Regions from separate parts of the Mus musculus genome. Here all the other regions are linked to region 1. A link is a contact called in public HiChIP or PLAC-seq and promoter capture Hi-C data. All regions are on one chromosome and are shown on one strand. Each heading gives the region's core, a stretch centred on a gene start, on an enhancer-like site or on the middle of the called end of the contact. The rest is flanking DNA. Distances are from core to core; before and after follow the strand shown.

Region 1 (5,379 bases), core at 2,858-5,357:
CTAATTTTGCATTCATTTGCTTAAAGCATTGGCTCAATTTACTTATCTTTTGCCTCTGCCTCCCGAGCTCTGGAATTAAAGGCGTGTGCCACCACGCCCGGCCATGCTTATCTTCTTTTGTTGTTTCCTGGTTTTTGTTTTTTTTTTCCACAGGGTCTCATAACCCAGGCTAGCCTTCAGTTTGCTATGTAGCTGAGACTGACCTCAAACTCATATCTCTACCTCCGCAAAGATAAGATTATAGGCTGGAGCCTCCAAGCCTGACTGCTTTATCATTTTTTAAAAAGACTTTTATAATGTACATATCTATACATTCACAAAAGCAGAGAACACCAGCTCTGTGAACTAACTACCAAGACTAAAGTCAACAGATAACCAGTGAGGAGCTAGCACACTTCTCCCACATGCCCAACCTCTGAACATTCTACTGTACACTGCACTCCAGAGATGAGTCACACCAACTGTCAGCATCAATTTTCTGGTTATTAGGTAGAATTCAGCATTTCCCGTGTGTGTTATATCATGACAACTTAAAACTCCAAGAAGGAGTTTACAAAGGAGATTAGAAACACATCACACCAAGTCCATATGCTTGGTGTGAAGATCAATTTTGAGTGAAATCCATGGTAAATTTTGGAACACTTAATAAGCCCTGTAGGTTCTATCTCATCTAACCTGTCAATCTGGCTCCGCCTCTTTATTTCATTTTACTTGATGTGTGTGTATAGGGTACGGGCTCACACTTGACATAGAAAGATCACGTGTGGAAGTCACCACAGCTTGCAGGAGTTGGTGCTCTCCTCAATCTCCTAGTGGGATCTAGGGATCAAAGTCAGCTCAGCAGGCTTGGTGACGGCCGCACTTACCTGCTGCTGTCTCAGCAGCCCTCGGTGCAGGCGCCTCCCAGACACCACATACGTTACATTTTAAAACCTCTCACAGTGAATCCTGGAGCTTTCTTAAATGTTTCCAAAATATCTGCTGGTCATGTTACTCCTTTTACCATTCCAAAATGACTCATCGCCACTTTGGAACAAAGTCAACACCCTGGATAACACCAGGTCTTTCCATCCTTGGTTCCTGTCTGTCTGTCTAGTGTCATCCTTCCCATGTCCCATCGTGCTGTAGCTCTGCACCTGTCCCTTCATCTGCCCTTCCCCCTCTACTTGCTCCTACTGTATCTGTAAAAGCCCAGATGTGCCCAGAATCTACTGGGACATTTCCTATGATGCTTTACAGCATTGTGGCTTAGTTGCCTCTCACACTGCTCTGGGTCCTCTCCACAGAGAGTTCCAGAAACGTAAGAGCACACAATTGTCCTTGCTTCCCCATCCCCCATCATGCCCCGCCCCCCAAGGACAAAGCAGAGTGAGTGGTAGCTGGCAGAAAATAGACTGAGGCACGAACTGAATACATGTCCTTAATGTGGTCATCAGCCTCTCTCGGGAGAGCTATTTACTAGCACATGTGTTCATAAACACATTAGAAAAACCTTACAGGATCAGGTGACTTTAAATGCCAATTGTAAACACAGGATGTCAGTTAGATGACAACACCTATTACCATGCTTTTCTCTGGAAGATTAGTTCTTTCTTTCTTTCTCTCTCTCTTTCTTTAAAAGATTTACTTATTTCATTTATATGTAAGTACACTGTTGCTCTCCTCAGACACCCCAGAAGAGGGCATCAGATCCCATTACAGATGGTTGTGAGACACCATGTGGTTGCTGGGAATTGAACTCAGGACCTCTGGAATAGCAGTCAGTGAGCCATCTCGCCAGTCCTAGTTCCATTTTCTTTTTCTTTCTTTTTTTTTTTTTTTTTTTTGGTTTTTGGCTTTTTGAGACAGGGTTTCTCTGTATAGCCCTGGCTGTCCTGGAACTCACTTTGTAGACCAGGCTGGCCTTGAACTCAGAAATCCACCTGCCTCTGCCTCCCGAGTGCTGGGATTAAAGACGTGTGCCACCACACCCAGCTACCTAGTTCCATTTTCTACAGGGAAGTCTGCTCTTCCAAGTGTCCAACGTCATGCTGGGGTGCTGAATGCTTCCCTTCCCTGGGAAAAGCCCCAGTCATTCTCACAAAGCTAAAGCTCATGTGAATGCGATGTGGAAACTTGTGCTGTAATTACAGGGAGTAGGCACCCTTCCCCCACAGGCATGGTCAGTAGCAGGATTTTAAAATATAATCACAAGGGGCTGGCAAGCTGGTTCACAGGTTCAGTCCCCAGCACTCACGCGGTGGCTCACAACCATCTGTAACTCCAGTTCTGGAGGATCCAACACCCTGTTCTAACCTCCATGGGCACCAGGCATTCCCATGGTGTGTGCATACACACTCTCTCTCTCTCTCTCTCACTCACTCACATTCTCTCTCTTCTCTCTCTCTCTTTTCCAGGCAACAGAGTTATACACATAAATTCTAGAAAAAAAACATAACATTCACAAGCTGGACTTGGTAGCATATATCTGAGACCCTAGTACTTGAAAGAGCAAAGAGGCTCACCTCTGGTTTGAGGCCAGCCTGGTCTATACCATGAGTTCCAGGCCAGCCAGGGATAAAAGCAAAATTTGTCTCAAAAAACTCCATTCCCAAAAGAGAGTTGGGGAGCTGGGGAGGTGAGGAGCTGGGGTGCTAGGTCGGTTAGTAGGGTTCTGGGATGGTGACACAAAATTCCACCACTGGAAGACTTGTGACAAGAGGATTCTCTGGAACCCATATAGAGGAGGGAGAGCCCCTACAGGTCACTGTCCTTGACACACTACACCTACACTCACTCTTGCATGCACACACTCATTTCATAAGCTCTGCTGTACCCACCTCCTATGTACCTAGTAATACAAAAAGAATGTGGAGGGGGGAGTTAGACTTTGCAAACTGGGTCATAATGACAGTGGTTTCTATCACTCCCTATCGCCCCACTTCCCTTACAGATAACTCTTCTGAGGGAAGGCAGATACCAACAGAAAACAATGAGGACTCCTGCCACTGGTCTTTTGAGTCCACTATCTTGGATTTGGATCCCCCAACTTGGCGAGAGTTACTGGGCCATCATCACCCAGGTAGACTGATTCCCTACCCACAGAAAGTGTTGACTAATAAAGGTTGTTTTATTTTGTGCATTTGGGGAAGACCGCATATTGTAGCCCAGGCTTATCTCAAACTCCAAATTCATATGTCTCAGCCTCAACTTCTGGGATTACAGAAATCCACCACCACACCTAGGATAAAGATTGCTAGGATAAACCAATAAACTTCTTGTTTGTTATAAAGCAACATATAAGGAATACAAGGAGGCAATGGAAGGAGTAAGAAAAAACGCCAGTACAGAGAAGAAACAGACAGCTCGGTGTAATGAGGCAGGAAGATTGCTTCCAGTTCAAGGCAGCAGGAGGCGGTGGTGGCCTTAAAAGAACATTAGAACTGTGAGGGTGGAATATGAAGACAACCCCATCACCAACCACTCCTGACCGTACCCACCTCACTGCCTTGGGCCTGAACTTGAAGAACATGAACTGATTCTCACTGATACTAAACACACGGGGCCCAAAGAGCGTTAGGATTTAAGGAACATGTCCACCGGAGCACAAAGTTCCTCTGGTAGGTCAACCCCTGTCGCTCCGGGTCACCACAGCGCCCTCCAGGGAACAGACACGACGGAGCAGAGATTTGTTTGGCCAAGTTGAGCACGCTTGAGGGTGCCAGGCCCTGTGCACTGCTACTCTGGGAGCTCAGGCGGGGCCGACCTTAGCTGTGAGCTGCAAGTGGAGGCGGGACCCGCTCCTGGCCCCCACTAGCTCCGGGCGATCGAACGCAGACGGCTTTGGCCGGAACCAGCTCGCGCGTTAAGAGTTACCTAGTCCGATCCTGACCTGCTCTCGGACCTGTCCGCGAGATCCTGCTCCTCAGCAAGTGGTACAGGACTGGCGAGGCTGGCTCAACTGCGGTCCCTGGAATCCGGGATCCACATCCCCAAGGTTCCCGGGAGGACAGCGGCTGAACAGGAGTACAGACTACGCCGGACAGCAGCGCCCCTCCCCGGCGCACCCCGGTCCGCCCGGCCCCGAGGGCAGCGTGCCACGCCCCCACTGGGCCCACCCAGGAGGCCCGCCCCGCAGTAGGCCCCGCCCCAGAGAGGCTGTGACCCCCCCCCTTAGTTCGGCCCACCTGAACTGTGCGTCACTTCCTGCCAGCGGAAGGGGCGTACCACAGCGATTCCGTTCTGTTGACTGAGTCGGTTGCTTAGCAACACGGCCACTGTGTCCAGTGTTGCCCTTTTCGAGCAGAGAGCCTGTTTGTGCAGGAGCATTTTGGCATGATAATGCTGTGATGGCTTAGGCCTGGTGTTCCCATACTAACCCCAGGAATCCATGAATGGAGACAAGACAGAAGGCCCATGCTAAGGCTTCTTTTTTCTAGCCTGCGTATCTTTCCGATCACTTACTGGCCACGGTATTTTCTTTCCTCAGTGCACACGCAGGCACATAGAGACACACACTACGACAGAAAGGGAAGATCAGAGGACAGTTTTGTAGAGCTGGTTCACTTTCGCCTTTATGTGGGTTCTTGGGATCGAACTTAGGTTACAGGCTTGCACAATAGCTTGGCAAGGACTTTTACTCTCTGAGTAGGCATAAATTTTTTGCAACCTACTTTTTTTTTTTTTTTTTGGTTTTTCGAGACAGGGTTTCTCTGTGTAGCCCTGGTTGTCCTGGAGCTCACTTTGTAGACCAGGCTGGCCTCGAATCAGAAATCTGCCTGTCTCTGCCTCTCCAGTGCTGAGATTAAAGGCGTGTGCCACCATGCCCGGCTGCAACCTACTCTTAATAAGGGTCCAACCTCTCCTCTAGCCTACAACCCAGCAGAGGCAGTGGAAGAGAAAAGTTATTAGGATATGGGTGAAATGGACCGGTTCAGCAATAATTCTTTAGGGGTGAGCTAGATCTTCTTGGGCAGCAGTTCAGTCCCATAGCAAACACCAAGTACAATTCAGCAGCTGCAGACCAGTCCTCTAGGGGGGCAGACACCAGACACTAACCACCAGCTGCAGTCCAGTCCTCTAGGGGGGCAGACACCAGACACTAACCAGCAGCTTCAGTCCAGTCCTTTCAGCAAGCAGACACCAGGCAGCTGTAGTTAAATCCTGAAGAAACTTCTAGATTTGCCAACCAGCCTGATGTGAGGCCGCAGAAGCTGCAAGCTGCCATAGGAACCTCACAAGCAGTTCTTTGGATAATTTCTCTCAATGGCAGTGTTACCACAAGGTGAGCTCAACAATGCTATGTAAGGCGAACAAATACATGCGTGTCTTTAGCAAAGAATAGCAAGGCAGAGCAAACCAAATCTCAGTGCTCCTCTCCCACTGTCTGTGGGGTCACAT
Region 2 (5,606 bases), core at 2,932-5,431, 350 kb after region 1:
TAAAAAGACCATGTTCTTAAGAGAACCTACAGCAGTTTAGGGTTACAGCAAAACTGAGTGGCGGGTAGTGAGTTCTCATGTGTGCCTGCTGCATCAGCATCCCCAGACGGATGTCACCCAAAGGCCATGGTTCACTTGCATCCCATGTCCCCGGACGAACCACAGATGGCACTCCAGTTTCTGTGACTTTGCCATTTGGGGCAGCTTTCTGGACCTCTTATCGACCTCCCCCCTCCCCCACCACCTTTAAAATGGGTCTGAGTAGGCATGACCATGCACAGCTATAATCCCAGCACTAGGGAAGCTCAGCCAGGAGGATTGAGAGTTCAAGGCCAGCCTGGGCATAGAGTGAATTTGAGGGCAGTGTAGTGAGTTCTGCTTCAAAAACAAAAATAAATAATCCACAAACGCAGGAGCGCTTGCATCGAATTCGCCTCAGTGAATATCTGGAAGGTGTGCCTCACGTTCCCATGCTTGTGTCCTTGGCAGACATTACTAATCCATCTCAGCATGCACACACCAGGTCAGGGCTCAGCCTCAGCTGCAGGGCTTCTAGACCTGTAGACCCGATCCCTTTCATGGAAACTTCCCTGGACTCCAAGTCCCCATTGAGCTCTGCGGCTTTCACTCAAGCCTCTGCTCTCCTACTGCCTACAGTGCAGTGCTCCCTGTTCTGGTATAAGTGTGTATCGTTGTCAAGATTCAAGGCTGAGGTCACAAGCTGATTGGCTGTCCTCAAGCCAAATCTGATGCATAGATATTTGCTCAGCAGTTCTTTTTATTCTTTAAAAACAGTAGTTGGCAGACTGTTTTTTAAAAATAGTAGTGCCACATAAGACCTCCAGGTCTCTGGGTTTCCCAGATCTGACAATTCTAGGGCCTCTCCAGTCACTTCAGGGCCTGCCTGGCCCATTTCTCCATGACCAGGACCTCTGGAGCCTTATTCTATATGCTCTACTTTGGAGACGTGAGGTGTGGTTGGCTTGATGTTTCTAGAGGGAAGATTACTCTCCTCTCTAAACGCTTCTCTGGGGAATTAGCACTAGGCTTCTGGTTTCCCGTATGGTTTTCTTCAGAGCCAGAGCCAGGTGAGCCGGAAGCTGTGGAGGTAAGTGCAGGCTGTAGTGACTGGCCTGCTTACATTGATGCTATCTGTGACTGTCACTGCCAGCAGGGCCGGAAACTGCCAGGCTCCAACACTCAGAGCTCTGTACGTTCCCAGGCACATGTGGCTCAGTAGGCCGTTAGTTGCTTCAAGATGATATTCCTACTTCAAGACTGCTGGGGGGCCAGGTGTGTGTGTGTGTGTGTGTGTGTGTGTGTGTGTGTGTGTGTGTGTGTGTGTGTGTGTGCTGGAGAGGTGGCACAGCAGTTAAGAGCACTGACTGCCCTTCCAGAGGTCCTGAGTTCAATTCCCAGCAACCACATGGTGGCTCACAACCATCTGTAATGGAATCGGATGCCTTCTTCTGGGTGTCTGAAGACAGCTACAGTCCATAGCTTTGAGGATGAGATACCACCACCAGTTTAAGTAAGACAACATAAGGCTATGCTGTTCATTCCTGAACACAATACACGGGTTTAATGACTACATAGTGAAGGTGATGACAGGGCTGGGGCTGCATCAGAAGGGACAGGCGGGTCAGCTGGCTTCAGCTGCAGGAGGAATGTGTGAGCTGAGTTTTGAAGAACTACCTTGGACATTAGTCTGTTCCTCCCGTTCCACCTGAGTCTGCCTCCCTGCATTGCAGGAACCTTCCAGGTGTGTGCTGGCCACTGGGCCTTTGGTCTTGCTGTCCTTGCTGCCTAGAATGTTCTCCTTAGATATGCACTTGGCTGTTGGCCTGTGTAATCCGGGTCTCTATTATTTGACTCCTTGTCAGACTTAGCAGGCACCTCTCTCCTCACTCCTGCACTGTGTCCTTTTTCTTCAAACGCTTACCAGTGCTGACGTGTGTTCATATCTGATTGTTGTCTTTCTCACCAGAGCTCAGATGACTCGAAGGCAGGAAGGTGACATCGCTGTATTCCCAGCACCCAGCCCTGTGCCGGGTCCATAGCAGCTACTCAGTAATGTGGAAGAAAGGCAGATAGGAGAGAGAGAGAGCGCAGATGGGGTGCAGAGGGCACAGCCAGCCATGTAGAAAGGCCTGAGGGTCTTCCAGAGACAAGAGTATAGGTGGCACCATGGGACAGAGAGAAGGGCAGACCAACCAGGCCTCCTGAGACACAGCCTAGCTATCTTCATTTTCTCACAGATAACCAGCCTGTCCCAGGAAGTGGACATTGCTAGCCACCCTCATAGGAAAGAGCTCTCCAGAACCGGCAGCCAGGCCTGTGCAGCCCACTTCCTTCCTTCCTTCCTTCCTTCCTTCTCTGGGCCCCACCACAGAGGATTGTGAGAAGTCTCCTCACAGTAATGTGATGGGCAAATTTTTCAAGTTCACAGTTTCCTGCCAGGCCCCACAGTCAACCATCCCAGCTGTGAAGGCTGACCCCAGCTCACTGAGTGACCGTGAGCCTTTCCAGGAACTGCCCTGTGCCCGTGGCTCCTCCCACTCTTTTCTCCAGACTTGTTTCTTCTTGTCTTTCTAGAATCAGGATCTCCATCTGAGTGTCTTCTTCTCTGGGTTTTCTAAGCCTTACTCTTATTAGAAATAGGGCTAAGTCTGTTTTTTTTTTGTGCCTTGAATTGCCATCTAGTTTTGAAGATCAGATGAGGCAATATGAGTTAAGACTCAAGCTCAGTAGACGTCATTCACTTCCAGGTTAAAACCTTCATCTGGTCTTTTTATCCAGACCCAGCCAGACTCGCCCTTCAGTTACTTCCCAAGATCACAGAATGCTGTCCAAAGGTTTTCTCAGCAACACTGAGCCCAGTGACAGACCCAAAGGACGTGCAGACTCCACTCAAGGGCACCTTCCGAAGCTATTCCTACAGGCTACCCTCCCCAGTGCCCTCCTGAGTATGAGAAATACTATCCCCAGGCCCCACCATCCAGCCCCTGTTTGTTGGTTTTAAACCTGTTGGAAGCCCGCCCCTGGCAGGAAGCCACAAGCATGAGAATCTAGTCCAGGAATAGCGCTCCCTGCTCAGCATTTAAATGCTGCTGTATTTTTACCCCATGATGGGTCACTTTTGAAAGCCCTCGCTCATGTTCTCTCCCTCTAAGAATACATTTCCATTTATAGCGTCTGTCCAGGGGGTGTGGGGCTCAGGAGAGCATCCTGTTTCACTTCAGGGGATTCCTGTTCACCAGCAGGAAACCTGAATCCAGGCCAAGCCCCAGGTGTCTTTCTACTTCCAGGGTCTGAGCTAATCTGACTGTTACAGGCTGGGAGACAGGTGGGGGTTCGGGCCGCTTGCCAGCTCTGTACTGCCTGGGTCTCCAGGCAGTACAGCATTGTGGTTCTGCCGCTCTGGGGTACTCTTTCTCCTTCATTCACCCACCAAATGCTCACAGCTTTCTGTTAGCACAGGTTCTGTAAGGGTACAGGAGGACCATGCTGAGCAGGGGCAGTGAAGGCCCTGGAGGGGTGAAAACAGTTAGGGTGTGGTTGGGAAAAATTATCGCTTTGGTTCCTCGTCAGGCTCCAGTCCCCATTCAGATTCTGTGAGCCTAGACAAGTGATTTGGCTTCTGTGAACCTCCTGCATTTGTTAATGGTGTTCCCTGGGTGGTGGGCAGGATTAAGCAAGATAGAAACAATCAGGTGTCTAAGTAGTAGTACCTGGCCCAGGAGGTGGGAGTGTGTGTGTGTGTGTGTGTGTACCCTAGGCCCCTCCCATATCCGACTGTTGACTAGGGTAACTCAGGTGGGTTTAGGCTGAAGGTCTTATGAAGGTGGGTGTCTGTTGTTCTCAGAAATGGGTGTGTGCTATCTCAAATGCCTGAGCCCCTCCTGAACAGCACTTAGTGACCCTCAGCCCACCTTGCAGTCAAGCCCAGCATCTGAGAATCTGATGGTTTCCTGGAAGATTCTGAGGGAGTGTGTATGGACCCCACTTGGAGGTGTGCCACCCCTCCACCCACCTTGCACTTGTCTCTCGGGGCCTCTGTGGGGTGCCTGAGGATCTGGGTCTCACAGTGTAGCCCAGCGGTGGAGTCAGGCAGTACACATGTAACTGCAAGCAGAGAGGGAAGAAAAGAGTGGAGAGGAGTGACACAGAGCGGTGGCTGCCTTCCCGGAAGGTGATGTTGGAATGCAGGCCTAGGTGAGAGAGTGAGCCATGCTACCGCACACTCCAGATACAGGAAGTTTTGTTTACAGAAGGTTGTTATTGGTTCAGAAATATTGATTGGAAAATTGTAGCCGTGATTCGTGTTTTAAACAAGTCCCAAGTAGCATAATGAATCTGTCACCCTAAAGTCTGAGTGTCCCTCTGTCTAGAGCATTCACCCGTGTACTGACAGCCCACTATCACTTAGTGGTCACCCTAGTCATCTGACTCAGTGTCGTGGTATCACGGGGTCTGTTGCAGTTAACCATTATATTTTTAATAATGGCACTAAAACTCATGAACAGTGACAGTATAATGTTATAACATTCTGTTCATTGCTGCTGGCGTCTTCCTGTGGCTGCTTTATAAATTCAATTTCTCAGAGCTATGCTTAGGAAAGGGTACCTGGTTTCAGGGACTCACAGGGTGTCCTGTGGGCAGGGAGACTGCAGAGGGTGGGGTGGGGGTGGGGAAACACGTGCCCAAGTTGTCCCACTGATGCACGGAAGTAAGAAGACTTCTTACTTCTGTATCTTTTATGTTTTATCTGTCAAGAGAACCCAAGTGGAAGTGGCTGAATATGTTTTGTTTTTCTAATGTAACATAAGGACTGGAGATGTTAGCAGTTGTGGGTTTTGCTCCAGTAGCCCAAGGATGCCAGCGACTTTGTCTCTGCTGCCTCAGCCCTGGGTGTCACATCCACATCTAAGATGGGAGGGTAGCAATCAGGATAGTGTAGTTAGAGCAAGGAACACCTGGCCCTTTGAGTCTATAATCTAAAGTTCACAGTCCTACAATACTTCATAGCAAATGTCATTGGCTGGGCTGCTGGAGACATGGCCCAGTGTAGCATTAAGGTGCCTGTCAGGCAAGCCTGTGGTCCTGAGTTTGAATCCCCAGCATCCATTGAAAAACTGGGTGTAGCAGCATGTGTCTACAACACTAGCCCTGGGGTCAGAATAAAACTAAGAGAATCCCTGGGGCACCCTGGCTGACCTTGGTAGCCTAAGAGAACCCCTGGGACACCCTGGCTGGCCTTGGTAGCTGAGGAGATGAGCACCAAGCTCAGGTTGAGCTGTATCTCAAAAAATTAAGGTGGTGAGGGATCAGGAAATGTACTTGCCACCGTCTTTTTCCCCATCATCTCTTGATTTATGATGGAGATCTTGTCACTTGTTCTGTAGAGTTCCCCATGATCCAGAGGTGGTTTTCTAAGTCCTCTAACTGGTAAGCTCAGGAGCCTTGGGTGGGTCCAAGGTTGGTTCTCTTACCAAGAAGTTTTTCTGGTAGTGCTGTGCTTTTGCGCTGGTGTCCCTGAGACTTGCAGTGATGGCACAGTGGCCTGGCTTGTCTGTCTAAGGTTCCCATGCTCCATGGGTATCCCC
Region 3 (5,884 bases), core at 393-2,892, 420 kb before region 1:
AAAACTCACACAGGCACATTTTTGCATTTACATGTGCACACACTCAAATAAAGATTAAATAAATAAATAATCACAGACTGCTAGAAGATCAAGACTATTGTGTCCACCTCAAGAGAAAGGGCAAGTGCTGAAGGGAGGACTGCTAGCCAGCTTTGTCCTTCTCTGCAATGCCTTCTGTCTTGCTAAAAACCTTAGATTATATTCCTAGAGCTAGCCACCATGGTATGTTCCCTTATTTGGCCACTTCTACTCCTGAGGCTGGCGATGAAGGCCCAGCTATCAAAGTATTGAGGTCCAGCAATCAAAAGCCCCCATGGGTTCACTTAATTAACCTGTCTAATCAAAATTAAATACCTCATTCTAACATGGTGTTTCTCCCTCTTACACTTATAAAGTCATAAAGTGTCATTTGTCTATAGGCCATGTCTGTCTCCTTTCTATCCAGAGGCAGTTCTTTATCCCCTCTGGTCAAATATCCCTACTCCCTCTCCTCCCTGACCCTCTATCTGCTGTCTGTCCCTATTGCCTAGCCTTTGTCCCTTTGGGGCAAACAATCTTTCTTTATGCTGAGAACTTGGTCTTGAGGCTCCTCAGCCAACACTGATTTCTTACAATGGAGACTAAATCTACTAAGCCACTGATGACTGGTTGTCAGGCTCTGAAAGTACCAAAACAGGTGTAATCATACAAACCACAGTAGACAAAGGAGACATTAGACTGGGGTGGCAAGGATGGCCTAAGATGGTAGGCATTTGAGCTAAGTGCCTACCTATGTGTAAAGGAGACACCTTCTGCAGGGGTAGAAGCCATAGGTAGAAGCCATGGTTTTATAACACAGCTGATGAACTGTGAAAGAAGAAGGAAAATACTCAGAGGGAAGGAAGCTGGGATAGAAACAAGCTGAGAAAGGAGGAGCCAAGAAAGGTAGAGCTGCAGATGAGCCAGAAAGGTCAGGGTCAGGTCTCTGAGACCTATACACAGTGAAATAATGACCTAGAGTAGAAAAGGCACCAGGCTGCTAGTGCTTCCGTAGGGGAAGTGGCACTGTGGCAGAGTGGTGGAACTCAAGGTCTCCTTAGAAAATTTCTCCTCGCCGGGCAGTGGTGGTGCACGCCTTTAATCCCAGTACGGATTTCTGAGTTCGAGGCCAGCCTGGTCTACAGAGTGAATTCCAGTACAGCCAGGGATGTACAAAGAAACCCTGTCTCGAAAAACAAAAAACAAAACAAAACAACAAAAACAAACAAACAAAAAACAAAAAACCAAAAAAGAAAAAAAAAAGAAAAAGAAAAAAGAAAAGAAAAGAAAGAAAGAAAAAAAGAAAAAGAAAATTACTTCTCCAAGACCGGAGGAAAGGTTTAAGTACTGGTATTAAGATATTGAGATTAAAATAAACATAGCCTAGTTGGTAGAGAACTTGTCTCTCGGGCTCGATTTCCAGAACCATAAAACAAAACAAAACAAAACAAAACAAAACAGAAACCCTAACCAAACGATCAATAGCGGACATATATAACCAAGTTAAAACCAGGGAGCCCAATTCTGGTCCGTTTGCTCTGCAGAAGCGCTGTTCGCAGACACGGAACTCTTATGGTGTGAAAGACGAGTTGTCACTCACTTCCGGCGAAGTGAGAATAAGAAAGGACTACTTCCGGTAATGGGCGGGCAGTAGGTGAGTCTCTTCCGGTACTGTAGCTGAAGACCACTCTGTGCTTTCGGTAAATGACTGGCGTGCGACGGGGCAGAGGCTTTTCTAGCACCTGGTTCTGGTCCCTCAGTTGCCGCTGCACGGTGCAATTAGACACCTGCACTTATTGCTGTAGCCTCTCTTCTGCATTCCAAGGTGTATGAACTCAGTCCATACCCATCTAGCTTCTCTGCCCTTTCCACTCGGTTGTTTTTCCTCTTGGAAGCCCCGCAATCCTCGGAGGCATGGGGCTGTGAAGTCAGGAGCCACTCCCCGCCCCCAGGATCTCACTGATGGAGAATTAACCACATAGAATCGGGAGACGTCAGATATGGTGCTGACGAACCTCAGGTTAGCTCTGGAGCCTTCTGGAGAACTCCAATGAATGTGAACCTTCCTAAGATAACGACTGGCTGATGGACCATCTCAGGCCGAAGGTTCGAGAGGAGACTGAACCTGAATTGTTAGGACACCATGGCTGACCAGGTCAGCACACTTCACTGACCTCCTCCTGCCTCTGATACCTGTGCAGACATGGAAAAGATGTCCCGAGTTAGCACAGCCCTGAGCGGCAGTGCTCTGACGGGCCGAACCATGCACTGCCATCTGGACGCGCCAGCTAATGCCATCAGCGTGTGCCGCGACGCTGCCCAGGTTGTCGTGGCAGGCCGAAGCATCTTCAAGATTTATGCCATTGAGGAGGAGCAGTTCGTAGAGAAGCTGAATTTACGTGTGGGTAGGAAGCCCTCGCTCAACCTGAGCTGTGCTGATGTGGTCTGGCACCAGATGGATGAGAATCTGCTGGCCACAGCAGCCACCAATGGTGTGGTGGTTACATGGAACCTAGGTCGGCCATCCCGCAACAAGCAGGATCAGCTGTTCACAGAACACAAGCGCACAGTGAACAAAGTCTGTTTCCATCCCACCGAGGCCCATGTGCTGCTCAGTGGCTCTCAGGATGGCTTCATGAAGTGCTTTGACCTCCGAAGGAAGGACTCTGTCAGCACCTTCTCTGGTGAGGCCCACAGAGGAAGTTGGGGGTACATCTGGATCTCTGTAGGTGTTAGACCTGACAGGCAGGCTGAAATGTGTGTCCATCAGAGGCCCTCAGATGGACCCTCAGAGGCGGAACAGCCCAGAAAGAGTGGTGGAAATGGGAACGGTTGGCCCCCTGAGAAGGATAAGCCCAACACTGCTGTTGGGGTGGGGGGGGGGGCGAGGCAGGAGGTCAGACCAGTGGAAATTGAGACTGGGTGGTGGGTGTGGCTAATAGGGAAGGCGGAGCCTTCAGACACACCGTAGTGAGTGGCGGAGCCTTGTGTCTTCAGGACTCAGACCGGGACTCAGAGTGAGGTGGGGAGTACACAGCGCCCCTTTCATGGCAGGCCAAGCTGTCTGCATTCAGCCCTCATTCCCCTCTCTCAGATCTTTAATGAGACCAAATGATGCGCAGGCAGAGCCTTGGGGCCTGGAGAATTTGGGGGTTACAACAGACCTTGAGCTGTCTGTGGCAGGGAAAAGCACTGGACACTGTACCCGCAGGCTCCTTGTTTGGCGATCTTTTAAGGTGGGTATGGTCTCTGAGCTCTTCGGTCCTTCGAGGCTAACTAGGCAGCTGGCAGGGCATTGAGCAGAGCACGAGGAGCCTCCTCTTCCATTCGTTGGGTCTTCCACAAGCCTTGGCCTGGGACATATAGACAGCCAACGAGGGTGAGCTCCTGTGCCTCCAGTGCTCACACATAGCCTTCTGAGGCAGGTCTGCAGCTTTGCCTGTGCAGAATCTAGGGAACTGAGGCTGGGAGTCTGCACTGAAACTACCTGGCATACTCTGGCCTAGGCAGATTTTGGTGGTGTTTCTCCAGTCCTGTGTTTCTGGGCTGGGCTATAGGCTGGTGAATAACATGGTTGGAGCCACTCCAAGGGCTCCCCCACGCCCTGGGGGCCAGCCCCTCACTTATGTCTGTACCACTGTGTGCCCACAGGCCAGTCTGAGAGCGTGCGGGATGTGCAGTTCAGTATCCGTGACTACTTTACCTTTGCTTCCACCTTTGAGAATGGCAACGTACAGCTCTGGGACATCCGCCGACCCGACCGCTGTGAGAGGATGTTCACAGCCCACAATGGGCCTGTCTTCTGCTGTGATTGGCACCCAGAGGACAGGTGTGGTGTGGGGAGAAGATGGGCCTTAAGGCTGGAGGCTAAACGATGCCTTTGGGTGTGGCAGGGTCTCCTTTCCCATGGGAGAGGTCACTGACAGCTTGAGTGGGACATTCTCCGCAGGGGCTGGCTGGCCACGGGTGGACGTGACAAGATGGTAAAGGTCTGGGACATGACCACACATCGTGCCAAAGAGATACACTGTGTGCAGACAATCGCTTCAGTGGCCCGAGTCAAGTGGCGGCCTGAATGCCGCCACCACCTGGCCACGTGTTCCATGATGGTGGACCACAACATCTATGTATGGGATGTACGCCGCCCCTTCGTGCCAGCTGCTATGTTTGAAGAGCATCGTGATGTCACAACAGGCATTGCCTGGCGTCATCCGCATGACCCCTCTTTCCTGCTCTCCGGCTCCAAGGACAGCACGTTATGCCAGCACCTGTTTCGGGATGCCAGTCAGCCTGTTGAGCGTGCCAACCCTGAGGGTCTCTGCTATGGCCTCTTTGGGGACCTGGCCTTTGCTGTTAAGGAAAGCCTGGTGGCTGCTGAATCTGGACGTAAACCCTATGCTGGTGACCGGCGCCACCCCATCTTCTTCAAGCGCAAGTTGGACCCTGCAGAACCTTTTTCTGGCCTCGCTTCCAGTGCACTGAGCGTCTTTGAGACGGAGTCTAGCGGTGGCAGCATGAGCTGGTTCGTGGATACAGCTGAACGTTATGTTCTGGCTGGCCGGCCACTAGCCGAGCTCTGTGATCACAATGCAAAAGTGGCTCGGGAGCTTGGCCGCAATCAGGTATGTGAAGCTGGAGACCCAGGGTCCGAGACTGCTGCTGTAGTTGGGGCATCATGCCCACAACCCCCCTGAGCTCAGTCACAGTGGCAGCCTCTGTCACAGTATTTGACAGTGTAAAGATCATGGGAACCAGACTAGCCCAAACTCAGGGTGGAGGCCAAGGAGTCCCGTGCCTACAGCCCGCTCTTCTACCTCGTTCTTGGTGTTGGAGCTGCCTTCTGCTCTCTCTCTTCCCCATATCTGTTCCATTGCTAATCTTAGCACCAGACACCTCACAGATGTGCTACTGTAGAGTGGACACTGCTCTTTCCAGGGGCCAGTTTCCTGGGTGGTAGTAGATCAGGCCATGGGTTGGTATATGACTCTGCTCAGGAGATGGAGACCCCTGAGTGGTTGGTCCCTCCCCCTAGGTGGCACAGACATGGACCATGTTACGGATTATCTACTGTAGCCCTGGCTTGGTATCCTCTGCCAATCTCAACCACAGCGTCGGCAAAGGCAGCTCCTGCGGCCTACCGCTCATGAACAGGTAGATCCTTGGCTACTTCCTGCCCCCTCCCCAGAGTGGACTGCCGGGGCCTGGCCACCCACAAGCCTTCCCTTCCTATAGCTTCAATCTGAAGGATATGGGCCCGGGGCTGGGCAGTGAGACACGGCTGGATCGCAGCAAAGGGGACACACGGAGTGATGCGGCGCTGCTTGACTCTTCAGCCACACTCGTCACCAATGAGGGTAGGCAGGGATGCTGATGGGAAAAGGCTGGGGTGCCACTCCCTGAATGACCTCCCTTCCCTGCTGGGCAGATAATGAGGAAACAGAAGGGAGTGATGTGCCTGCTGACTACCTGCTGGGTGACGTAGAAGGAGAGGACGATGAGCTGTACCCACTTGACACAGAACATGTGCACTGTGAGTAGGGGCTGGGTCAGCTATAGAGGGGTCCAACCCAGAACATGGCTCTGTGAGCAGGAGCTGAGTGGAGCGGGAAGCCTACACTCAGGTCCATCTTTCCTCACCCCTGCCTCCCAGCCGAGGAGCCTGAATATGTGCTGCCACAAGAGGCCTTCCCACTGCGCCATGAAATTGTAGACACACCATCTGGGCCCGAGCATCTGCAGGACAAGGCGGACTCTCCGCACGTGAGCGGCAATGAGGCAGACACAGCTTCATTAGCCCCGGTGGACTCCTCCTCCTCCCTCCTCTCCGTCTCACATGCACTCTATGACAGCCGCCTGCCACCTGACT
Region 4 (5,876 bases), core at 2,033-4,532, 290 kb after region 1:
TGCTCTCGGACTAGAAAGAAGTACAGAGTTCAGGGAAGCCAGGACCTCACTGCCCCTGGGGAATTATTTCCCTATGTACACTAAGCTAAGTGCCCTCAGGTTAAATGACCTGGGTTCCCAAAGGTAACCGTGCTAAGGCTGAAACACAGGCTTCATCAAGTACACTTGATGAGTACAGACCCCAGAACTTTCTCCAAATTCTGATCACTGACCCTGGACCTCAGCCACCTCTGCCTCCCTGGGAAGGTCAAGAGAGATGGACCAGAGAAAGAAAACCACAGCAGAGCCTCGGAGATACCACATCTTGGCTAAGATAAGCTGGGCTAGAAACCAAATGCAAGGGCCAGCATCTGAGCTGAGAACCAAGCTGACCGCTGGCCCTCTGGCCCTGAAGTCAAGGCACACACAGCCCCGCTACCCCTCCGTTTCTTAGAAGTCTTCTCAGCCCAGTACTTCCAAGAGTAGCAGCCTCCTTAACCTCTTGTCTCCCATTCGTCACCAGGTGATATGAACCCCAAAGGGGAAGGATCCCAGAAATGCAGGGACAAGATGACACGTTCTCTGTCAACCCCCACCCTTACTCTTGGAGCTTCCATTTCCTCTGCTGTCGTGTGGAATTTATAACAGTTTGGAACGCCATAATCCTACCTCCAGCAGCTCCCTCTGTGGCCCTGGTATGGAGCAGAGGTTTACTGCCTAATGAGAAAGCTAAACGCTAGCATAAGAGCCTCACAGGTCCATGTACCCAAGGACCATGAGGTTACAGAAGTGAAGTCCTGTGTATCTGTGAAGAAGATATGAGTAGGAGGAATTCAGGTGATAAGGTCCCACGGAGGGTCGGGTCACAGGTTCTGGGCCACACGTCTCTAGTCCATGGGCACTGGAGACTTGAGAAAGTCCCTCAGTTTCTCAGAGCCTCTCCTGGCAGACATCATGGAGCACCCAGCCACAGAGCTGTGTAAGCTATGGAGACACATGAGCCAGGCACAGTGCCTGACATACGGTCAGTGCTCACCCAACAGGAGTCATCTCTATTGTCTAGTAGAGTCGTCACTAAGCCACGAACTTAGACACACAACTGGTGGGGTCCAGATACCCGGATATTCCCACAACAGAGCTGTCACCTTGACTCATGGGGCAGAGCTTACAGGAAGGGACAGGCATTCTCCTGCTCTTACTGTGAATCCCTCCATGGCTTTCCGGGAGACCCGTGCCAGCTTCTATCCAGATGTTCCTGCCCTGGATAGTCACAACTGCTGTGTCTTCTTGAGGGACAATGAGGCTGGCACATTTCCCAGGCCACAGGGTGAAGAACCTAGGTGGGAAAATGGGAGTCCCTCTCTCCCGATCAGTTTGTTGGTAGCCTCCGTTTGGCTGGGCCTTTCCCTGAGCATCCACACTCCCCTTAGAAATGTAAGGAAATGAACTAAAATAAGAACCTTACGTTCTTCCTTTGATGTGAAGACTGCAGTCCTATTTTTACATCAATAGAATCACCACCCTCAGGAGAGAGTCTCTTGAACACTTGCTACCTACCAGAGATCTGTGTCACTGAATGCCACTGCCTCCTGGCCATTACCACACTGTTCCATTGTCCCTTGGTGGCCACCTGGTGCGATGAGCTCCCTCTCCTGATCAGTGGCTGATGTGACCCAGGACACAGTCCTTGACGCTAAGTAAGGATCCACGTTACTAAGTCTGGTGAGGTAAGAATTACCTTCTCCCTTTTATTGATAAAGAAATCTGTAGCCAGGAGAAGAGACATGAGTTAGCCCACACCAGGTACCCTGTTGGAGACGATGACCCCCCCCCCAAGGACGCACTGCCTCAGATCCCTATCTTCATTTCTTCATTTCTCCTTATATATCAGGGGAGGCTTGAAGGAAGCCTACTTCAACCTCATGACTCTGATTCAAGGCTCAACATCCCCTAAATGAGTCCAGCCTTTCAGAGCCACCAAAACAACCCCAGAGGCTCTCCTTTCCTGGGGACTCAGGATGGGTGGGAGTTTATCTTACCAAGGCTATGAGCTGAGGCCCTCCTCTCCTTACCCTTTCTGCTGCCCTTGGTGAATTTGCCAAAACCCTGGGATGACTCTCATTTTGCGGCAGGGGAAATTGAGGTCATATGGTTTATCCACACTTTTTAAAATTCCTGTGCAATGTGGAATCGGAGAATGTTTTTCCACTTTTGGCTAAGGAATTTGGATGCAGGCTGCAGGCCACGCCTGGCCAGGCCAAGGAGGAGGCCACGGAGGGAGGTGCCCCAGGGCCTCCAGGACCTTTCATTTCCAGTCTGTCCCCAATCTCCCCCACCCCCTGCCTCTTTGCTGGCCACCCTACTGGTGGCTACTGCTTTGTCACCCCTCCTAAACTTATCTGGCTTCCCAAGGAACAGTGTAAGGAAACTGAAGTTTGCTTCAAGGGCCCACGCAACTCCAAAATCAGAGCCCCAGAAAGAAGGACAGCGTGACTCATTCCCAGCCCAGGGGACAAGAGCAGAGGCTGCCTTGGGAAGGCCTGGGCTTTTGTTCCTTCATGAACCAAAATGAATCATCCATGCTACAAAGTCATTCTGGCCAGCCCCAAACTTTCCTGGGTAGAACCAACATGTGTGCAAAGGCGAGCTGGGTCATCAGCAGGTGGGAAGGGAGCAAGGTAGAAACTGGACCCAGAGGATGGAGTTCTAGCGAGATGGCCAGCCAGAAGAAACCGATCACCTGTGCCCCACCCGAAGCGCCTTTCTTCTCCATACTCTATTGATTCAGGTAGCTGGTTGGTTCATAAGCATGATCTACATTCTCTGGGTGCCGCGCACTGAGCACACTGTCCCTGTTCCTGAACATACCACAGATCAGACCAGGAAATTATCAGGGACCCCAAGCAAGACCCATGCTACTTTTGCTTTGTCCTTAGAGACCTGGTCTTCATCAGCAGGCTCAGAGGCCCATTTCACATGTCAGCACTGGAGCTGGACTGAGACAAAGCAGCCTGGTCATTTAAGGGGGCAAGGCAGCTATGAGAAGCAGCAGAAGCCCAGGGGGTGGGGTGGGGAGCCGTGTTGGGGCTCAGCATTCCTGAAGCCAGATGTGCAAGCCTGCCACAACCAGCATGGCCCCAATTAGATATCACTCACTGGCTCAGACACTGCTGTCCCCTCTCCCCTCTCCCCTCTCCCTCCTTCTTCAGCATTAAAAAGATTCAGGGGTGCTGGCAGCTGTTCTCTAGCATCTGGCGGAACATTCTGCCCTAAAGCTGGGCTTTCCTCCCTCCCCAGGGAGAGCTGGTGACTCATGTTTCCATTTTCGATGCAGAGCCAGGCACTGCATCTTTCCATGACCCCAAGGACTGGCAGTGTGGTTCTGGGACATGAATTATGATGTCAGACACATCTGAGTTCAAATCCCCTCCTTGAAGCTTGGTAACGAGCTGTGTGATTTTAAGCAGCTTATTTACTCTCTCTGGTTCCCATTTGTAAATGAAGAGCACAATTGTTGATTACGATATCATTTTGATTTTAGACAAAGTCTCCCCCATGTAGCCTAAGTAGGCTTCCAACACTCTCTGTGTGTATGGTGTATGTCTATGTACAGGGATATGGGAAAGGGGCGTGTACAAGGAGCACATGTGGAGGCCAGAGGAAGACAGCTAATGTCTCTAATGCTCTCTGACTTAGCCCCTTGAGACACTCTCTGTCCCAACACTGTCACCATCCTTTGACTAGGTTAATTGACTTATCAACAAGCACCATCAATCCTCTGTCACTATGAGTCCCCTCCCACCAACACTAGGGTTATATATGCATTGTACAAATGCCTACAAAAGCCCACCAACCCTGGGGCTTTTATGTAGGCCCCGGGGATCTGAACTCAGTTGTACTTGTGAGCCCATGCATCAGTCCACCTCTCCTGCAGTTTCCTACGCGATCCTCCTGCCTCAGCTTCCCAGGGGCTGAGTTCATAGGCATGTGCACTAGGCCAACCTCTCTTCTACTCACAACTCTGAGAGTAAGCTGTTGCCTTCAACAGTTCTCTCTTTTGATGACTCTCATAATCTAAGCAAAGAGGAAGTTGAGAGTTCCATGGACGCCACAAACGCTCTTCACCCTGTTGTAACATCAGCTTGGTGGTATTTTCACCCCTGTGAGCTTCTGAGCAGGTTTAAAGAGGCAGGGCTGAGCTATGATGCTCTATAGGTTAAGGGTATCAAATGCATTTTGACTTAATAATATTTTCCGTTACATTGTAAGTAGGGGAATACCCGTGTACTGTTTACTGCTGCTACAGTGCTATTGTCAAGTGTGAGCACAGCTTGTTCTTGACATAGGGAACTGAGGCCCAGGCAGGTAAAGTAACTTCTCTGAAGTCACACAGCCAGGAAGTGGCAGAGCTGAAATTCAGACCTGAGCCTACCGGCCTCACAGGCCAACCCTGTTCTGATGGATGATGAAAAAGATGGAGGGGGAAGTTGGTCCTGATGCTGGCCTGGAGTGGATGCTGTGTTGGAGTTTGCTGCTGTTATGACCATTGTCACTTCAATTGTTTCTCATTATCAGACTACGTCTCCACTTTGCCCTGTGGAGGAGCCAGAGAGGACACTTGTCCTTCAGGCCAAAGCCAACAGTTGAGAGCCCTGAGCAGGAGAAACAGATGGTCTACCCAAAATGCACTGCTCTCTGCCTGCTGTGTGAATGCTATTTTCTGAGGTCTTGGGGTCTCCCAGGTGAAATGATCATGCTTGGCCCTAGGGTGGGAACAGGCAGCCAGGTGCTGGGTAAGGTTAGAGCCTGGGGAACATTAGCACCCTGACAGACTACTCTTATCAAAAGCAAAGAGTGTGCTCTGGGCCTTAGCCCCACAAGTCAATAATGCTATGGCAGAGGCACATGTGAGACCAAGCCAGGCTGGAAGGTTCCAGTGGTGCCATGCAGAACTAGCATGAATCACAAACAGAACACAGACAAAGCATCATTGGCAGGCACAGAATACTGAAGCTGGCTGGGGCAGCACACACCAGGAACCTAGCAACTGGGGCACTGAAGCAGAAGCATCATTGAAAGCATGAGGCCATCCTGGGCTACGGAGTAAGAGCCTCTGTCAACAAAACAAAACAAAACAAAACAAAACAAAACAAAACAAAACACACCAAAAAGCAGAAGTCAGAGATAAGGCACTAAAGAGAGCTGTGACCACAGCAGTGTCCCCACGTGCAAACCACAGCTGGCTTCCTCTCACTCTGCTCAGACCTCTTCACCTCACCTAGCTCTGCAGTCCCCTCCTGCCCGGTGCTTGTCCTTGTGTGGCTCCTGCGGATGAGCCAGCCTCAGCCTCATTCATATCCAGACTCTGGCTCCAGGGCCACTGCGCTCACCCCAGCCTCTGTTTTCCCAAGAACTCCAACCTTCCTGCCCTCAGGGAACTCAGGACTCCCAGAAGAAGGGAGAGGGAGAGCAACACTCATGCTTGCCTAGCCGTCCCCATGAATACACATTAAATGTGTACAGAGCCCTTTGACTGAAGGTTCTGCCACTTGAGCCCAGAAAACTGTCCTGAGGGGTCTTGCGTGGCAACACTCTCCTGGAGATTCTGAGAATTCCCCTTGCTGACTTCCCACTAGCACACATGCGCATTGGGTTCTCCAGCCATGCCAGGGACCGCTCCACTCAGTGTGCAATGGATGCAAGTTGCTCTCGAGCACTTCAGGGAATGGGAAACAAAGCTGAGAAGCTTCAAGTGATCACAGGGAAAGGAGAGTGAGGCCCCTCGCCAGGAGTCAGCATCTGTAGGATTGAAGCGACTTCCAGATACAGTGCAGGATTCGATGGCATGGGAGTTACAGTCTATGGGGCTCAACTGATGCCGCAACCCACCTAGCAGC
Region 5 (5,366 bases), core at 2,822-5,321, 490 kb before region 1:
TGTGTCTGGTGAGGTCACATTCCACTGGTGGATGTCTTCAGGGCTAACATATCTGAAGAAGTGACCCAGCTGCTGGATCAGGGACTCAGGATAGCCTTGTGGGTAGGTCTATGGAAGAAGGGACTGTGAGGGCAAGAGTAACTCCTGAAGCCCTAGTCCTGGATACAGCAAGCACATGGGAGCCCATTAAGAATCACCTTGTCCAGCCGGGCGTGGTGGCGCATGCCTTTAATCCCAGCACTTGGGAGGCAGAGGCAGGCAGATTTCTGAGTTTGAGGCCAGCCTGGTCTACAAAGTGAGTTCCAGGACAGCCAGGGCTACACAGAGAAACCCTGTCTCGAAAGACAAACGACAAAAAAAGGAATCACCTTGTCCAGTTTGTGCTTAAAGATACTGAGCTGCTCATAGGTGAAGGGAATCTCGTTCACAAGGTCCATTTGTCTGGCCAGCATGGTGCCATCTACACAAGCCTCCAGCTCCCAATTCTGGTAGAAGATGAGGTCTTCATCCACCTTGTAGGGCTCCTTCCCTGGAGGGCAGGCTTTCTCTGCAGGGGTAGACAAGAGTCAGAGGCTCCTCCCACACAATGGCCTCAGTTTACCCACTGACAAGATGGAGGCAATCCTATTCACCCTGTGAAGTTATGACTGCCCAAGCTGAGGAGACAGGAAGGACCACTGGTAGGAGCCAAATGAAACTCTACAGTGCTAGACCCCTTATCCCTACTGTCCCATCTCGGTGTGCTACCCAATAGAAATGGCCCTGGGCTCACGTTCTGCATCCCGTCGGAACCTTGGGTGTATGACGGTCAGCTTAGACCCCAGCCTGGAGGGGTCTCTGGAGATGTGTTGCAGCCATTCAGCTTTGACATCCTGAGGATGGAGCGTAGTGAGTTGAGTGTCAAGGCCCAGCAGCCTCAAAGCCAGGCTGGGTAGCAGGACCTTACCTTGGGGATGCTCTGGACGATGGACTCATCCAACACTGCTACCAAGCTCTGCAGGGCATCCAGGGTGGAGACTGACCACTTCGATGGGGGGCTATCCAGAAACAAGGACATAGCTCAGAGACCAAGAATGTGACCCCAGGTAGACATCGGGAGACAGAAACTGGAGCAGACAATGCCTCTGCTGAGGGGTCAGGAGTGCAACCTCCCAGGGAACAAGACCTGGCAGAATACAGCAGGGGAGACCTGGCCCTAAGAAAGCCAATCTGACTGTGGATAGCCTCACATGTCACTGCCTACAGGCTGTCATTCCTACTCACCCATATTGGGTTCTTCCACTCCTCAGAACCTCCCTGACTGCCTTTTCCTGGCTCTGGTCCAGGGGTCCTTGGCATCCTGCCAGCCAGGGGAGGAGAACTTCGGAAGATCTGGCCACAAATTTCCCAGGCAGGTCACAGGCCAGGCCTCCGAGAGCCCGCACATCTGCCTCACTCACTTGAAATCCATACACGCCCTGTGCACACAGCCAGCATCAGCGCCTCAGGGGAACAACCATGCCCCCTCTGTGCCCTGTCTCTACCTCTAGTAGGTGGTACCATTCCAGACCTGGCACTTCAGAGCCTCCATCAGCAGCCTCTGGCGCTCCAGAGACCTCCGTGGGAGTACATCCACATTGGCTTTAGAGATGAGGGAGAAGAAGTGGGCACAAGCCTGTTGCCCTGGAAACATGGCTGGGCTGTGGAGACAAGGGTATGCTGGCTACTGTGTAAGTGTACAGACACACATCACAGACACACACATAGACACAGACACAGATATAGACACAGAGACATAGACACAGATACACACAGACAGAAACACAAGACAGACAGACAGACAGACAGACAGACAGACACACACACACACACACACACACACACACACACACACACGATACTCCACTAAGTACCTCCCTGACAAAGCCACCCAGTCACTGCACATTGTAGCCCAGGGCTAGACAAAGGGGGGGATGAGACCAAGTTCCCAGCTTGAGGCCTACTTGAGGAAGAGCAGCAGGTCCAGTGGAAGAGCATTCAGTTCCTCGTCGGTGAGGTGCCTAGGAAGGCGACGTGCCAGACAACGCAGCTGCCGGGAGACCAGGGCACGCATCTCAGAATTTTCTGGGCCATAGCTCTCGAGGATGGCCTGGGGCACCCCAGTTCTAATTCCACCCTACATGCTACCGGCTGAACCCTAGTTCTGTTCACAGACTGTGGCACGAACATCCCACTGCCTCAATAGTCAGGGATAGGTCTGACTTGATCTTGAATCCATATAAGCTAGTCACACTGGCCTTCCTCTCCCCATCCTGAGTCATGCTACCATTGGCCATATTTTGAGGACAGAGCCCTGAAAGACAATGAATGCAAGGTCTCCAGGAGAGGGACAGCAAGATCAGCTCAGACTTGGGATAGCAGGGCCCAGAAGAAAGGCATTCAGACCCCAGGGAGCTGAGCCCCCAGGAGATACACACACCTAGTATTCAGTTAGGCAGCAAGAGGGGCTCTGAGGGGAGCCACCAGCCAGGACCAGACCCTGAGTTGGCATGAGGGTGAGCAGTGGAATTCTAGAAACTAGTCACAAACCTCCTAGCCACCATGTATCTCCCTCAAACCATCATAGTATAGGTGGGGACCATAGTGGGAGACTGACCTGATGTCCCCGGAGTGTAATGTTCTTCTGTCTTACAGCCATAGCCAGCCCCTTGGCTTGTTCCATGCTCAGGTCAGATACCTCCTCACATGTGAGGCCAAGAAAGAGGCCTGTGGGGAGACTGGGGACAGGGCTGGGATCTGAATCCAACACTGTCCCTCTGGAAGTGCCTGCCTGCCTGCCTGCCTGCCTGCCTGCCCAGAGCCCTTCCTTCATAACCCTGGGCTTCTCATGACCCTCTTTGGGACAAGTGACAACCTGAGGGACAAGGTACTTGGGCCCTGGGACACAGTCCTTCCCCTAACTCTGAGCCAGCCAGGTCAGGAGGGAGTGGGTAGAGATCAGACAAGACAGAGAATTTGGGAACCTGGATGTCTGGCACTTGTTCACTCAGCCCACAAGGGCTCCTGATCGCCCCCAAAGGTACTGAACCCACCTGGCAAAGTCAGCGGCACCGTTCACAGCATGGAGGAGTGTGGCCTCCTAAGGGAACAAGGTCTGACTGACATTTCCCAAGCAGATAGGAGCTTCTTTACCTTAGAGCTTGGTCTCAACTGTCTGAGAGCAAGGTCCAGATACTGTCTGAGTCTGGCTACCTCTGGGGCCAGGGACTTAACACCCAAGGGCTCCACTGTCTCCAACTCAGCTCCTTTCAGGGCCCAGCTACATCCTGGGTTCTGCCACTCTCTGGGATCAGCAACTCTGCCCACAGCCCTCTTTGAAAAGTGACACTAAGGGATGGTATGTATTCATGTGTAAAGTACCGAAAACATCACTCCGTACCCCCAAGACTAGAATAGAAAATCCTTCTGTTTCCCTCAGAGGACCTCACCTGGCTTGTCTTTGTAGTCTGGGTCTGCAGACGTGGTATCCACCCTGTGAGCCAGAGGGTACAAAGCTACAAGAGAGGCCGGGGCAAAACTGGGCTGCTCTCTGGTCCCAGCCCTCTGCACAGCCCACTGGGTGTAGAGAGAGCTAAGGCCTCTCACCCCATTGTGTCATAGCCTATGCTCTGTAGGCCTAGGGATCATTCCTGCTCGGAGTGTCCCCACTTTCCAGGCCTTTCACTGTTCTCAGTCCTAACCCTCCTGGAACGCAGGTCACCTAGCAATGACCCAAGGAGAAAGCAAGCTCCCAACTCATGAAGGTTCCTTAACCACTTCCTGGGGATCAGCCCAACCCATACTCACCAAGACTAAGGAGAAGCAGTAGGAAGCTTCGGCTGCAGATGGGACTTCCACAGGACCCCAGCAGGGGTCGAGCTGTTGGCAAGGCCATGGTCTGTGGATAACAATGACTCTGAGGTCCCCACTTGTCCCACCCCTCAACCCACACCACTGTTTGGAGACAACGAAGGGGCTTTTGGGCCTGGGAAAGCAGCTGTCCAACTTCTGTGAGCACCTGCAGTAGTGTCTACTAGGCAGACTCTCCACACTGACCGCTTGCCAGGCCCGCCCCTAGGAAAACCAGCCCTCCTATAGGGAGGGGCACTGGGTCTGAGTCAGTGGGGCACCTCTGCTGTGAGGCGCAGTGGACAGCTGAGTTCACCCTCCAGCCTCACAGGGCAGGGCAGAACTGGAAGTATAGGACAAAGAGACAGGGCTATCTCCTGCTCCGGTTGTTACGGGTTCGCCGTTTGTACCAGGAGCACTGAGTGGTTCAGGCTGGGAATTACGCAGGACCACCCCTGGGCCTGAGGCATGGGACTGGAGGTATCTGTGACTTGCACAAACACATGGCCCCATCAGGCTGACCACGCTGTAGAGGGGGGTGATGTCTCTTCCATAGATCAGTCCCTTTGGGTGACATGGCTTCTATGAGAGTTTTTCAAGCTCTGGTGTGATCAGGATAGCAGGTAAATAAATGGGTACCAGGCAATCCAGTGTCCCCTCTGGGGTGGGGCTCAGGGGCTCTGTGGACAGGGTGAGTGCGGAGCTGTTCCCCTCCTCAACATGTGTGGAACTGTATTCTAGCTGACTTTATCTCAGGTCTCTCTTGGCCCCCCCCATTGCTCAGAATATGGACTTCTCATGCCCCCGTATGTGAGTTACCTGAACAACCCAGCAGTAGGGATTGTCTGGGGAGACCTCACAGGCCAGGAGGCTCCTGCACTAAGAAGCCCCTGAGCAGGTAGAGCAAACTGTGTACCAGGAGACGATGTGTAGGATAGGTGAGCCCAGGCAAGAAACATGTCTTAATGTCTCCCCTCAACCCAGGAGACTATGAAGCCTGCAGCCAGCCTTATGTCAATCAAAACCTGTCTATCAGCCTTAGTGTGAGTTCCTTAAGAGCCTCTACAAGCAGCATCAGGCCCTGGGATCTGCATCTTTCACACCACATCCTAAGAGATGCAGATGGGAGCCACTGTCCTATAGTTATGTAGAATTCAAGATTCTGGTACCCACTTGTCTCGGACAAAGGACGCATCTCAGTGTGAAACAGAAAAACCCACAGCAGTTCCATGGCATTGTGGTATGGGGTCCCAGGACTGGAGGAACACAGGAGAGTCGTTCAAATGTACCCCACCCCTTACCATCTATGATCAGCATCGATCAGCATCCACTGCCCACCCCTTATTGCCTATGGTCAGCATCAGCATCCACTGCTCAGTTATCGCCTGTGATCAGCGTCAGCACCCCCTGCTCAATTATCACCCACACACCTGCTGAGCACCAATCTATGCCAGGCCTTGCTGGCCCTGTCTAGGACTCTAAGATAGGACCTAGCCATG

The links. HiChIP or PLAC-seq counts read pairs in DNA pulled down with a chosen protein or histone mark. Capture Hi-C pulls out chosen DNA fragments and counts their contacts.
Region 2: a FOXA1 HiChIP or PLAC-seq map of pancreatic cancer cells shows a contact between it and region 1. The contact joins the enhancer-like site here to the promoter of Fam234a in region 1. A contact is called at or near these places in 5 of 115 datasets of contacts at active chromatin or transcription factors (effector CD8 T cells, embryonic forebrain, embryonic stem cells and 2 more).
Region 3: a promoter capture Hi-C map of liver shows a contact between it and region 1. The contact joins the promoter of Wdr24 here to the promoter of Fam234a in region 1. A contact is called at or near these places in 4 of 39 promoter capture datasets (the C10 cell line, liver, pre-B cells and 1 more), 6 of 484 Hi-C or Micro-C datasets (B cells, CD4 T cells, the N1E-115 cell line and 2 more), 4 of 115 datasets of contacts at active chromatin or transcription factors (embryonic stem cells, memory CD8 T cells and pancreatic cancer cells) and 2 of 9 other capture datasets (liver and pancreatic islet).
Region 4: an HNF4G HiChIP or PLAC-seq map of pancreatic cancer cells shows a contact between it and region 1. The contact joins the enhancer-like site here to the promoter of Fam234a in region 1. A contact is called at or near these places in 2 of 39 promoter capture datasets (the HPC-7 cell line and neural stem cells), 2 of 115 datasets of contacts at active chromatin or transcription factors (epiblast stem cells and pancreatic cancer cells) and 1 of 9 other capture datasets (pancreatic islet).
Region 5: a contact with region 1 is called in a FOXA1 HiChIP or PLAC-seq map of pancreatic cancer cells. The contact joins the promoter of Msln here to the promoter of Fam234a in region 1. A contact is called at or near these places in 2 of 39 promoter capture datasets (liver and stem cell-derived epiblast-like cells) and 1 of 115 datasets of contacts at active chromatin or transcription factors (pancreatic cancer cells).

The regions. Positions count from the first base shown.
Region 1 is chr17:26,240,135-26,245,513 of GRCm38.p6, forward strand. It overlaps Fam234a (family with sequence similarity 234, member A), which reads right to left and starts at 4,108. Exons shown (of 13, transcript NM_001206335.1): 1 at 3,872-4,108.
Region 2 is chr17:26,593,215-26,598,820 of GRCm38.p6, forward strand. All of the region lies in intron 1 of Ergic1 (endoplasmic reticulum-golgi intermediate compartment (ERGIC) 1), which reads left to right. Among named protein-coding and RNA genes, the nearest start is that of 1700049J03Rik, 30 kb to the left of the region's middle. Within about 2 kb of position 4,182, at least 94 of the 459 cell types and tissues checked have an H3K27ac peak or open chromatin away from gene starts, as enhancers often do. A contact at or near this core is called in embryonic stem cells, forebrain and pancreatic cancer cells, where this site is marked.
Region 3 is chr17:25,821,985-25,827,868 of GRCm38.p6, forward strand. Wdr24 (WD repeat domain 24) reads left to right here and starts at 1,643. Exons shown (of 9, transcript NM_173741.3): 1 at 1,643-2,702; 2 at 3,670-3,847; 3 at 3,968-4,640; 4 at 5,051-5,169; 5 at 5,251-5,372; 6 at 5,444-5,548; 7 at 5,669-5,884. The coding sequence starts at 2,222.
Region 4 is chr17:26,527,684-26,533,559 of GRCm38.p6, forward strand. No RefSeq gene overlaps it. Among named protein-coding and RNA genes, the nearest start is that of Gm34606, 4.3 kb to the right of the region's middle. Within about 2 kb of position 3,283, at least 155 of the 459 cell types and tissues checked have an H3K27ac peak or open chromatin away from gene starts, as enhancers often do. A contact at or near this core is called in the HPC-7 cell line and pancreatic cancer cells, where this site is marked.
Region 5 is chr17:25,750,307-25,755,672 of GRCm38.p6, forward strand. It overlaps Msln (mesothelin), which reads right to left and starts at 4,072. Exons shown (of 17, transcript NM_001356286.1): 1 at 4,037-4,072; 2 at 3,826-3,916; 3 at 3,468-3,511; 4 at 3,072-3,118; 5 at 2,636-2,756; 6 at 1,983-2,068; 7 at 1,550-1,679; 8 at 1,264-1,457; 9 at 947-1,037; 10 at 773-872; 11 at 369-547; 12 at 1-108. The coding sequence starts at 3,913.